2 separate regions of the Zea mays genome follow, and region 1 is linked to region 2. A link is a contact called in public Hi-C data. All regions are on one chromosome and are shown on one strand. Each heading gives the region's core, a stretch centred on a gene start, on an enhancer-like site or on the middle of the called end of the contact. The rest is flanking DNA. Distances are from core to core; before and after follow the strand shown.

The links. A called contact is a pair of places that touch in the nucleus more often than the background predicts.
Region 1: a contact with region 2 is called in a Hi-C map of leaf, with 4 times the contacts expected there. The contact joins the enhancer-like site here to the promoter of LOC103629637 in region 2. A contact is called at or near these places in 3 of 25 Hi-C or Micro-C datasets (endosperm, leaf and tassel).

The regions. Positions count from the first base shown.
Region 1 is chr6:100,889,599-100,894,484 of Zm-B73-REFERENCE-NAM-5.0, forward strand. No RefSeq gene overlaps it. Among protein-coding and RNA genes, the nearest start is that of LOC100278741, 63 kb to the right of the region's middle. Within about 2 kb of position 2,608, at least 17 of the 20 cell types and tissues checked have an H3K27ac peak or open chromatin away from gene starts, as enhancers often do. A contact at or near this core is called in endosperm, leaf and tassel, where this site is marked.
Region 2 is chr6:100,801,094-100,805,676 of Zm-B73-REFERENCE-NAM-5.0, forward strand. LOC103629637 reads right to left here and starts at 1,361. Exons shown (of 2, transcript XM_020539322.2): 1 at 615-1,361. The coding sequence starts at 1,056. It overlaps LOC103629638 (BEACH domain-containing protein B), which reads left to right. Exons shown (of 40, transcript XM_020539321.3): 29 at 1,412-1,633; 30 at 1,750-2,208; 31 at 2,288-2,578; 32 at 2,648-3,100; 33 at 3,187-3,233; 34 at 3,315-3,408; 35 at 3,597-3,803; 36 at 4,230-4,355; 37 at 4,441-4,583. The coding sequence ends at 4,461.

The DNA.
Region 1 (4,886 bases), core at 1,358-3,857, 90 kb after region 2:
ATGATCAGTCTTGCTGACCGTTGGCGAGTAGCCGTTGTATTTGGCTCACTGTATATTTAATTTTTTCCGCTTCGAAAAATCTACATGTGTACCTGCCCTACTTCTAGAAGTATATATACCGATAATACAACTTACGAAAAAAAAAGTCACTACGTCTAATAAATACACTTGCAGCAATTCCCGCAAGATCCTTTGATAGAATCTTTGCTGACGTCAAACCCCCGAGTCACTGAGAAAGTGTTTGAATGCACTAGATCTAATAGTTAATTGGCTAAAAAGATGCTAGTGAAACTAACTAGCTAACAAATAGCTAGCTAACTAGTAACTAATTTACTAAAAATAGCTAATAGCTGAAATATTAGTCAGAGTGTTTGGATGTCTCTAGCTAATTTTAATCACTAATTATTAACTCTATTGCATTCAAACACTCCGAAACACGCACGCTCCTAAATCTTTTTCACCACGTGCACCTCGTTTTTTTAAACAGAAAAGGGTCCCATTTCATTAAGAAATAGGTAGAAGTTCATAATAAAGACTACATCCTGAGAGCTTACAAGACTTAGGGCTGATTTGGTGATCCGGGATCCCGGGAGGATTAGAGGGGATTGAGGGAGAAATAATTAGTTTATTTCTCCCATCAATCCCCTCCAATCCTCCCGGAATCCCCTTGTCACCAAATCAATCCTTAGAGACTAATTTGTAGGGAATGACTATTCTTTTATCCTAATCAACTAACAAGTCTGAGAAGGAAAACGGAGATGACCAACCGGCTTCAGTGTTTTCGCGCTTATTCATTTCATAATACGACGACCAACTGGAGCCCAACCAAAAGAGCGAATGAAGACTTGATCAGCAATTCTTCGGATTAATCTGCTTCCTTCCTTCAGTCTCTTTCTTGGCATCTCTTTCTGATTCAGCACCCACGAGTTTAGCCAAAAGCAACAAAGAATGAAGATGTTAGCAGCATTCATGATATTTCTCCCATTGAAACAAATATCATTTCTAATTTTCCAGATAGTCCATAAAACTACACTACAACCTATAGCCAGAAGATGTTTATCCGTTTTTTGTGACCACAAAGCCAGTTGCCAAACATCTCACTTGCATTTTTCAGGAAGCTTAAAGAGTTCAAAGCTATTTGAATCACTCTCCAGGTGAATTTTGCCACTTAGCACTCAAATAAGATGTGATTAGTGGATCCATATTCTCCACACCAAAGACAATCTGTGTTACACTTCCAGTTTCTCTTTTTAAGTTTGCTTTAGATAGAATTCTATCTTTCAGAACAATCCACAAAAAAACCCTGATTCTATGAGGGATTTTTGCTCTCCATATGACTAGACAAGGGAACCTCTCAAGGCTGTTTTTCATTTTGATGTACAAGGATTTAACAGAGAAATCTTTTTTCTTAAGCATCCAAACGACCTTGTCCTTAATATTCGTAAGACAAGTGTTTTCACAATCTTTTTTCAAATTTTCTAAATCAATAGCACTTCTCCCGAATAACCTTCTCCTGAAGGTCAAAGAATTGCAATTGTTTATCAGTACCGAGTTTACATTTATCTCTTTGTCTAAAGATAACTCATAAAGCCTTCTATATTTCTCAGAAAAAGGAGAGTTGTCGCACCAAGTATCTAACCAGAAACTCGAGTTTTTTTCCATCACCAATCATTTTCACACAATTATCACAGAAGATATCTCTTGTTTCTAGAATTCCTTTCCAGAATTGAGAGTCGCCATGATTTTTTTTAACAAATCTCAACGGTTTTTTTCATATATTTCTCTTTGATGATGGTTTGCCACATACCTTCACCATTCTCCAATTTCCACAACCACTTGGTGAGCAGACTAATGTTCATGCACCTGAGATCGAGAATCCCCAAGCCACCTTGATCTTTTGGGGAGCAGATCGTCTCCCAGTTTGCAAGATGATATTTCTTATGTTTTTTCCACCACACCACATCATTCTTTTTCCTAAATTTGTCCATCTTCTTGATCACAGTGGAGAGGCACGGTAGAGGGAAAGCATGTACAAGGGAATGTTGGATAAGCTGACGTTTATCAAAAACCAGCCTTCCACCTAAGCTTAAACATTTGGCTTGCAAAACTCGTAATTTTTTTTCTCAAACCAATTGAGAAGCGATCAGCTTTTTGTGATCAATATGGATATCCAAGTACTTCATGGGTAAACTTTTTATCGGGGAGGTAAAGATATCTGCATAAATGTCTTTCTTATCAATGGCCCTTCCAAAAACAGTAAACCTCATTTTTTTGGAAATTAATTTTTAATCCAGACATCCGCTCAAACAAGATTAAGATGAATATTGTAAATTCCTTGCATATATTCCAAGTTATCTTGGAGCAGAAAGATGGTGTCATCGGCGCGTGTTGCAAATAAGCACAGCCTCTGTTGAATGTGTTGATAATGCGAGGAATCAGGCCAACCAAAAGCTTTTCTTTTGGATCAAACAAAGTCAAACCATCAGCAGCAATGTTGCTGCCCACGTGCTCCACGTGCCCGCTCTAACTTACGATTTGGTAAGCCAGCACGTAGTCCCAGCAGGGTAGCTAGCTCTAGCTAACTGCCGGTTTTTGCATGTGGGAGTGGGACCGAGCTGACAGAGACGTGACTTGCCAAAGCCGGTAAGTGGAAGTGGCTGTCTCAACCATGCTCCATGCATGCATGCAAAAAGAAGATACGAGGAGCACACCAAACATAGGAGAGATCGAGCAACGCGCACGTGCGTTGCGTGCCAACCCAATCATCAAGCGGGGGCGGGGAGCCCCGCCGCCGCCGGGTTTAAGACCACGCCGGCCGGCTCTCCTATCTCGCCTCACTTTCACCTCTTCGTTCCATTCCACCGCCGCATCATATCCTAGCTTCTCTCTGAATTCTTCCGGTCGATCAGGGAGCGCAGCGCAGAGGCGTGTCAGGGAGGTCCGCGCGCGGTCGGTCGATCAAGGCCGAACAATGCAGAGGGGCGTCGCGGCGGCAACCGCGGGCGGGGGCACGCCACCGGCGCCGGAGAAGACCACCAAGGAGCAGGCGAGAGCGATCGTGCGCGCGGCGCAGAGGGCCGTGGAGGAGGAGGATGCCAGGACCAGGAGAGGGGGCGACGACGGCGGCGGTGGCGCCGGGCCGAGCCTATCGTTCAAGAAGTCGCTCCAGTGGTTCCTGGAAGGCCGCAAGAACAAGCTCGCCACGGTGGCCGCCACCGCCGGGATCCATCGCCAGCTTGAGGGCGACACTACGCTGTCATCTATTTACTAAAATTGACGGCAGATGTAGTGCTTCTTTTTTTTCTTTTTCTTTTTTTTTTGGAAAGGGAAGTTTCTTTGATACAAAGATTTTTTGGCTCACAAAATTTCAGCCCCTACTTCTTAGAATAAGTCTCGTGGTTTGTGGGAAGGACAACAGCAGTCTTTTTGGTCTTTGCTACAGGACAACAGTCCTGCAGTTTCTTTGGTCTTTGCTACAGGACAGCAGCCCTGCAGTTTCTTTGATCTTTGCTACAGGACAGCAGCCCTGCAGTTTTCTAGTCTTTGCTACAGGACAGCAGTCCTGCAGTCTGTTGGTCCTTGCTACAGGACAACAGTCCTTTGGTCTTTGCTGCAGTATGGATAGCGGCAGTCTTTGCTGCAGTGTGGTGTGGACAACAGTTAGCATCTGCTTTCGTAAAGGTGTAGGACAGCATCTAGTGTAGTTATAGTATAGGACAACATCTTAGGAGCATATGCTCGATACTTCGGCAGCTCCTTGGGCTATAAGTATGTATCTCAACCCTTAGAAAGACATAGCATTGTGTAGTATTTGAAGAAATAAACAGAAAATTGCTCCAACTCATAGTGTCATCCTCTTGATGAGAGTAAGACTTACAATTGGTATCAGAGCCAAACTATCCTGCAGCCTAAATAGCTCATCTCCTTCCCATGCCTCTCCCCACACTCAGTCGCCAACAAAAGCTCCAATTGTTCCTTCCTCTCCTGCTCAGATGAGCAGCCTTTCGTCTGAGACAGCCTCTTCCACACGTAGTGACCCCTCACTAGCCCACCATGTCCCTACGCTCGGTCACTTCGAGTGCGCGGCGCCAGCAGGAGGCCGAGGTCGCCGCAGCACAAGAACGCGAGCGAGCAGCAGCAGCGGTTGCAGCGACAGCGGCGAGGGCAGCACGACTGGCGGCGGCGGAACTGGCAGCAGCGGTTGCAGCGACAGCGGCGAGGGCAGCACGACTGGCAGCGGAGGTGGCGGATGCTGCACATGCGGTGGCAGCAGAGCTTGAGACTCTGCGCGGCAGTAGAGCCAGCAGCTCTGCTTCTGTCGACGACAACACCGACGAAGGGCTCAGGCTGGCGAGGGAAGCAGCGCGAGAGCAGGCGGCACAGTGGGCAGCCGCGCATCCCTATGGGGCGCACGTGGCGACAGCCCAAATAGGCGTCGGCGCGCCGACGGCGCTCCGGGCGAGGGTGCACGCGGCTACAGCCCAGACGAGCGTAGACACGCCGACGGTGCTCCCGGCGGCGGCGACCGAGTCGACGGAGATCGCGGCCTCTACAAGCGGCACGGCTCTTCCTCCCCGGATCGGTACCATGGTCGTCGCATGGCCCAGGCCATTGTCAGGGACATCGGTCCCGGCGGTGGGTGGCCTACCCTCACCAAGACCAACTACGTCGAGTGGGCCGCGGTGATGAGGGTACGACTCCAGGTTCGCCACAGTGGGAAGCAATTCGGGACGGCGACGCCGGCTGCCACGAAGATTGACGAGCGCTGGATGCCCTCATTGCTGTAGCCCCGCCCGAGATGCAGTTTTCGCTTTCCCAGAAGCGGACTGCCAAGGAGGCCTGGGACGCCATCGCTGCGACCCGCATTGGCAGCAACCGTGCCCGCA
Region 2 (4,583 bases), core at 111-2,610:
AAGCTGCTTCTGGCGGCTAGAATCCAATTTTAAGCTGAAACAAACTCTCTCATAGAATGGTGATGACGATAAATAGACGGTCGTTGTAACAAAATAGCTAGGAAAGAGACAAGAGGACGTAGGACCTGTTTGGATCTACGGTGCTAAAGTTTTGTAGTACACTTTTAGTAAACTTTAGCACTTAGAGATCCAAACGAGAATGCTAATAGGTGCTAAAAGTAAAAGGTACTAGAAATGAAGTCATAAAACCTAAACCCGACCCGTAATCACATCAATAATGATTATTTAAATAGATGAGCTCAGCTAACCAAAGAAAAAGAATAAAAGTTAACTGCTTTGACAATAAATTTATAGACTCCGCTCCGCATGGACAAACTGTAGCGTGTAGAACTGGAATGGACTGATGCAATGAAATTAAATAAAAAAAGAGCCTCAATAGGATGAGCGAAAGAGACGACACAAGAGAGAAATCCACCAGAGGTGCATAGTTAAACAGGAGAAACCACCACCCACACGGAGGATCCCAAGTGGTCTAGTCGAACAGCATAGCAGACCACCAGCCATAGGCCATAGCAGCAGGTGGCAGAAAACACAGAGCACCAATGTGTGCACACCTCTGACCGCACAGATGGGGATTGCGGTGGTCGGACGTCCATTCCGCTCCTGAAGATGGATGGAGACGGACGGTCGGTCGGTACCTTCCCTCCTTCCGCCCCTGAATTCGGACAGGGCGACAGACAACAGCTCCGCCGGCCGCGTGTACGGGTGACGGCCCTGCGGACAGCAGGGACTAGCGGGGATGGGTGCGGAGATGGGCAGACGAGCGCCGCGACGACGCTCAGATCCCGAACAAGCAAACACATGTTCGCGCGAAGACGACAAAGACGAAGACATACGGCTCTGCGTCGATTCCAATGGGAACTGTGACGACAGGCTCCCACGACGGACGGTGCGCGCCGTGGACGGCACGCGAACTCCTCTAACCGGCGGCGCGGAGATTCCCCTTCGTCTGACGGACGGGTGCGCGGACGACGAATTCCCGTGTGCGGACTCCATGACACCAGCTTGACTGCTCCTGCATAACGACTAGACGCGACTGAAAACAAAAGTCGAAGATTGACGAGGCCGCCCCTAGGACCAGAGTTTGATCTTCCCGGGGGCAGAGCAGCAGAGGGAAGGGTCGGGAAAAATTAACCTTTTGCCAGTGACATATAAAATACAATGTCAGTGATTGAGCTGTCAATGACTGATGGTTAAGTGAATTTCGTAAAGTTGGCAAAAATTAAGACCCCCCCAATAGGACCATATATAGAGTATACGAGGGATACAGGAGAAAAACCCTAGCCCAGAAGATTACACAAGCACCCTTAACTATTATACCTTCACAATGATCAGCTTTATTGGTGTACAGGCTGCTAATGAGGTTAAGCACATGAAGGCTGTTCAGGCTGATCGTTTAAAGAAGCTGCAGGATCTTCGCATGAAGCTTAACGAGTGTTCTGCTACGGAGATAAAGCTAGCGCAGGCCATTGAAGATGAGATACATTTAACTATTACTGCTGTGCTTTCAGCGGATGACAATAGAAAGACAGCTTGTCAACTTGCTTTCCGCGAGGATCAGCAAATTATCAGGGTAACCGAGTCTTTCTTTAATTCAACCAACGCAAATGCTTGTTAAGGAGAAAATTTGTCATGCAGTAACTACTTGCTTTTCTTAGGGGGGAGATAACTATTTGCTTTCTGTATCAGGATAAGTGGATACATATTTCCCGTGCTCTGATGGATGAGAGAGGACCATGGTCTGCTAACCCTTTTCCAAATGATGTTGTGACTCACTGGAAACTTGACAAGACAGAGGATAGATGGAGGCGGCGGTTCAAGTTCAAACGTAATTACAAATTTGATGAACGATTATGTCAGCCTTCACAGTCAAGGAATGAAAGTACAGCAACTTTAGCTGACCAGCTGTACATTAGTGCCAAAATTACTCAGAAAATGAAGCAATTCCTTGTTAAAGGAGTGCGGGGAATCACAGAGGATAGTAGTTACGAACAATTTGAAGACACTAATGACGCGAGTGAATCTTCCCAGAGTAATCCTTCAGAGAGCCAAAACCTTAATAATGCTGCAGATACCTCTGATCATCATGCTTCTGCACATTATAAGAAAGAGCCATCATCTACTAATGGAGATAATGATTATACAAAGGTAAAGAAAAAGCTTTAGTATACATTTCATCTGAAAGCAGAAAACGATTGTTGATTTCTGGTCATTGTCCATTTTGCAGGTGCTATGTTCAGTTCGTTGTGTTTTTGTTACCCCAAAGCGAAAATTAGCAGGACAACTGGATATCACACGAACTGTCATGCATTTTTCTTTTGAATTTTTGGTTGAAGGAACTGGAGGATCATCTGTTTTTAGCAAGTTTAAAGACAAAAAAGATTCAGACTGCAAGAACGAGCTGGGAGGTGTGGACAGACTTGACGGATGCCGAGACAGTATGATTGAAACCAATGGTGTTTTGATGCAAAACCAGTCTAACAAGATCAAACGTCACAAAAGGTGGAACATAACTAAGGTATCTCTCTCCCCTAGTCTTTCCTCTCACTTGCTCACTCTCTTAATCTCCTTCCATACATGTTTACAGATAAAAGGAGTTCATTGGACACGCTACCTACTGCAATATACTGCAATGGAGATCTTCTTTGATGATTCAACTGCACCTATATTTTTAAACTTTTCTTCCCAAAAGGATACTAAAAATGCTGGGACTTTGTTAGTTTCTCTTAGGAATGAAGCTTTGTTCCCTAAAGGAAGTACCAAAGACAAAAATAATATCATTTCATTCGTGGACAGGCGAGTTGGACTTGAAATGGCTGAGAATGCCAGGGAAAGATGGAAAAGGAGGGAAATCAGTAACTTTGAGTATCTTGTGATTTTAAATACCCTTGCTGGAAGATCTTACAATGACTTAACTCAGTATCCTATATTTCCATGGGTATTGGCTGATTACACCTCTGAAAAGCTTGATTTCAACAAGTCATCGACTTTCAGGGATCTTTCAAAACCAGTTGGTGCGTTGGATGAAAACCGCTTCAAGGTGCAGCTACTATTGTGTACTTATTTGTAATTGTAGGCTATCATCACCTTATCATAACTTCACGTTAGTAATGCATTATTGGGCAGGTTTTTGAAGATAGATATCTTAGTTTCTGTGACCCTGATATACCAAGGTTGAACCTTTATTCATTTGTTAGTGTTCTCCTTTTTTAGTTTACTCTTTTTGCAATAACAGCCATGTTTGTTTCCTGCAGTTTTTATTACGGATCTCACTACTCTAGCATGGGAATCGTTCTTCATTACATGCTTAGGCTTGAGCCATTTACAACTCTGCATCTAAATTTTCAGGTTGTCACTTAACTCATTATGGAAATATTTATCATTGCTTCCTTAAAATTCAAGCACATAGCTATTATTTTCAAAACACTATTCACGAATTTGTCGATACATAATTTCTCTTGTCGTATTTCACCACAGTTCAAAATAAGGGATCTTGTCATATTATTTACATTTATGCCTGTCTGACACTTGTGCAGGGTGGCAAGTTTGACCATGCAGATCGTTTGTTCCAAAGCATTGAGAGCGCTTACATAAATAGCTTATCAAATACAAGTGACGTCAAAGAGCTTATTCCAGAATTCTTTTACATGCCTGAGTTTCTTGAAAATTCAAATTCATATCATCTTGGTGTCAAGCAGGATGGGGAACCTATAGGCGATGTTGCTCTCCCTCCATGGGCAAAGGTAATAGTTCCTCTTGTTGTTAGTTATATTTGTCATAATTCTTTTATTGAGAATGGATTGACCAGGATAGTTCTGTTGCTTTTCTAATGACACTTAATTTAGCGGTGCAACTGTGTTAGTAAAAACATGTACTGTTCTCAGATACAGAGGGTATATCTAGCTTTCTGAATATAAAATAGATTCTCAAACATCCCCGGCTAATTTGCTTCACATAATGTTTTCTTTATATTCTGGCTTTGGCCATCTTTAGTTCGCAAATTCAATCCTAATAAGTTTACCATTGCAAAGAATAACTTTTGCAAACTGTTATATAGCCCAGCTTCATAGCTTGAAGGTGATGATGTGCTAGCTTTCACAACATGTTACATTTCGTATCTCATCTCAAATTTTCCTTCTGCTATATGATTAATACATACAAAACTGTAGGGATCGCCTGAAGAATTCATCCACATCAACAGAGAAGCCCTTGAAAGTGAATATGTGAGCTCTAATCTGCATAACTGGATTGACCTCATATTTGGTTACAAGCAGCGTGGACAACCAGCTGTTGAGGTGCAACTGTGTTGCTATTTCCATCATCATTGAAACACTGTCAATAGAATACTACCTAACTCATGCATACATTTTGGATAGGCAGCAAACATATTTTACTACGTGACATATGAAGGTGCAGTTGATCTGGAAAATATGGATGACATGTTACATAAATCTGCTATTGAGGATCAGATAGCAAATTTTGGACAGACACCAATCCAGATTTTCCGGACGAAGCATCCAAGA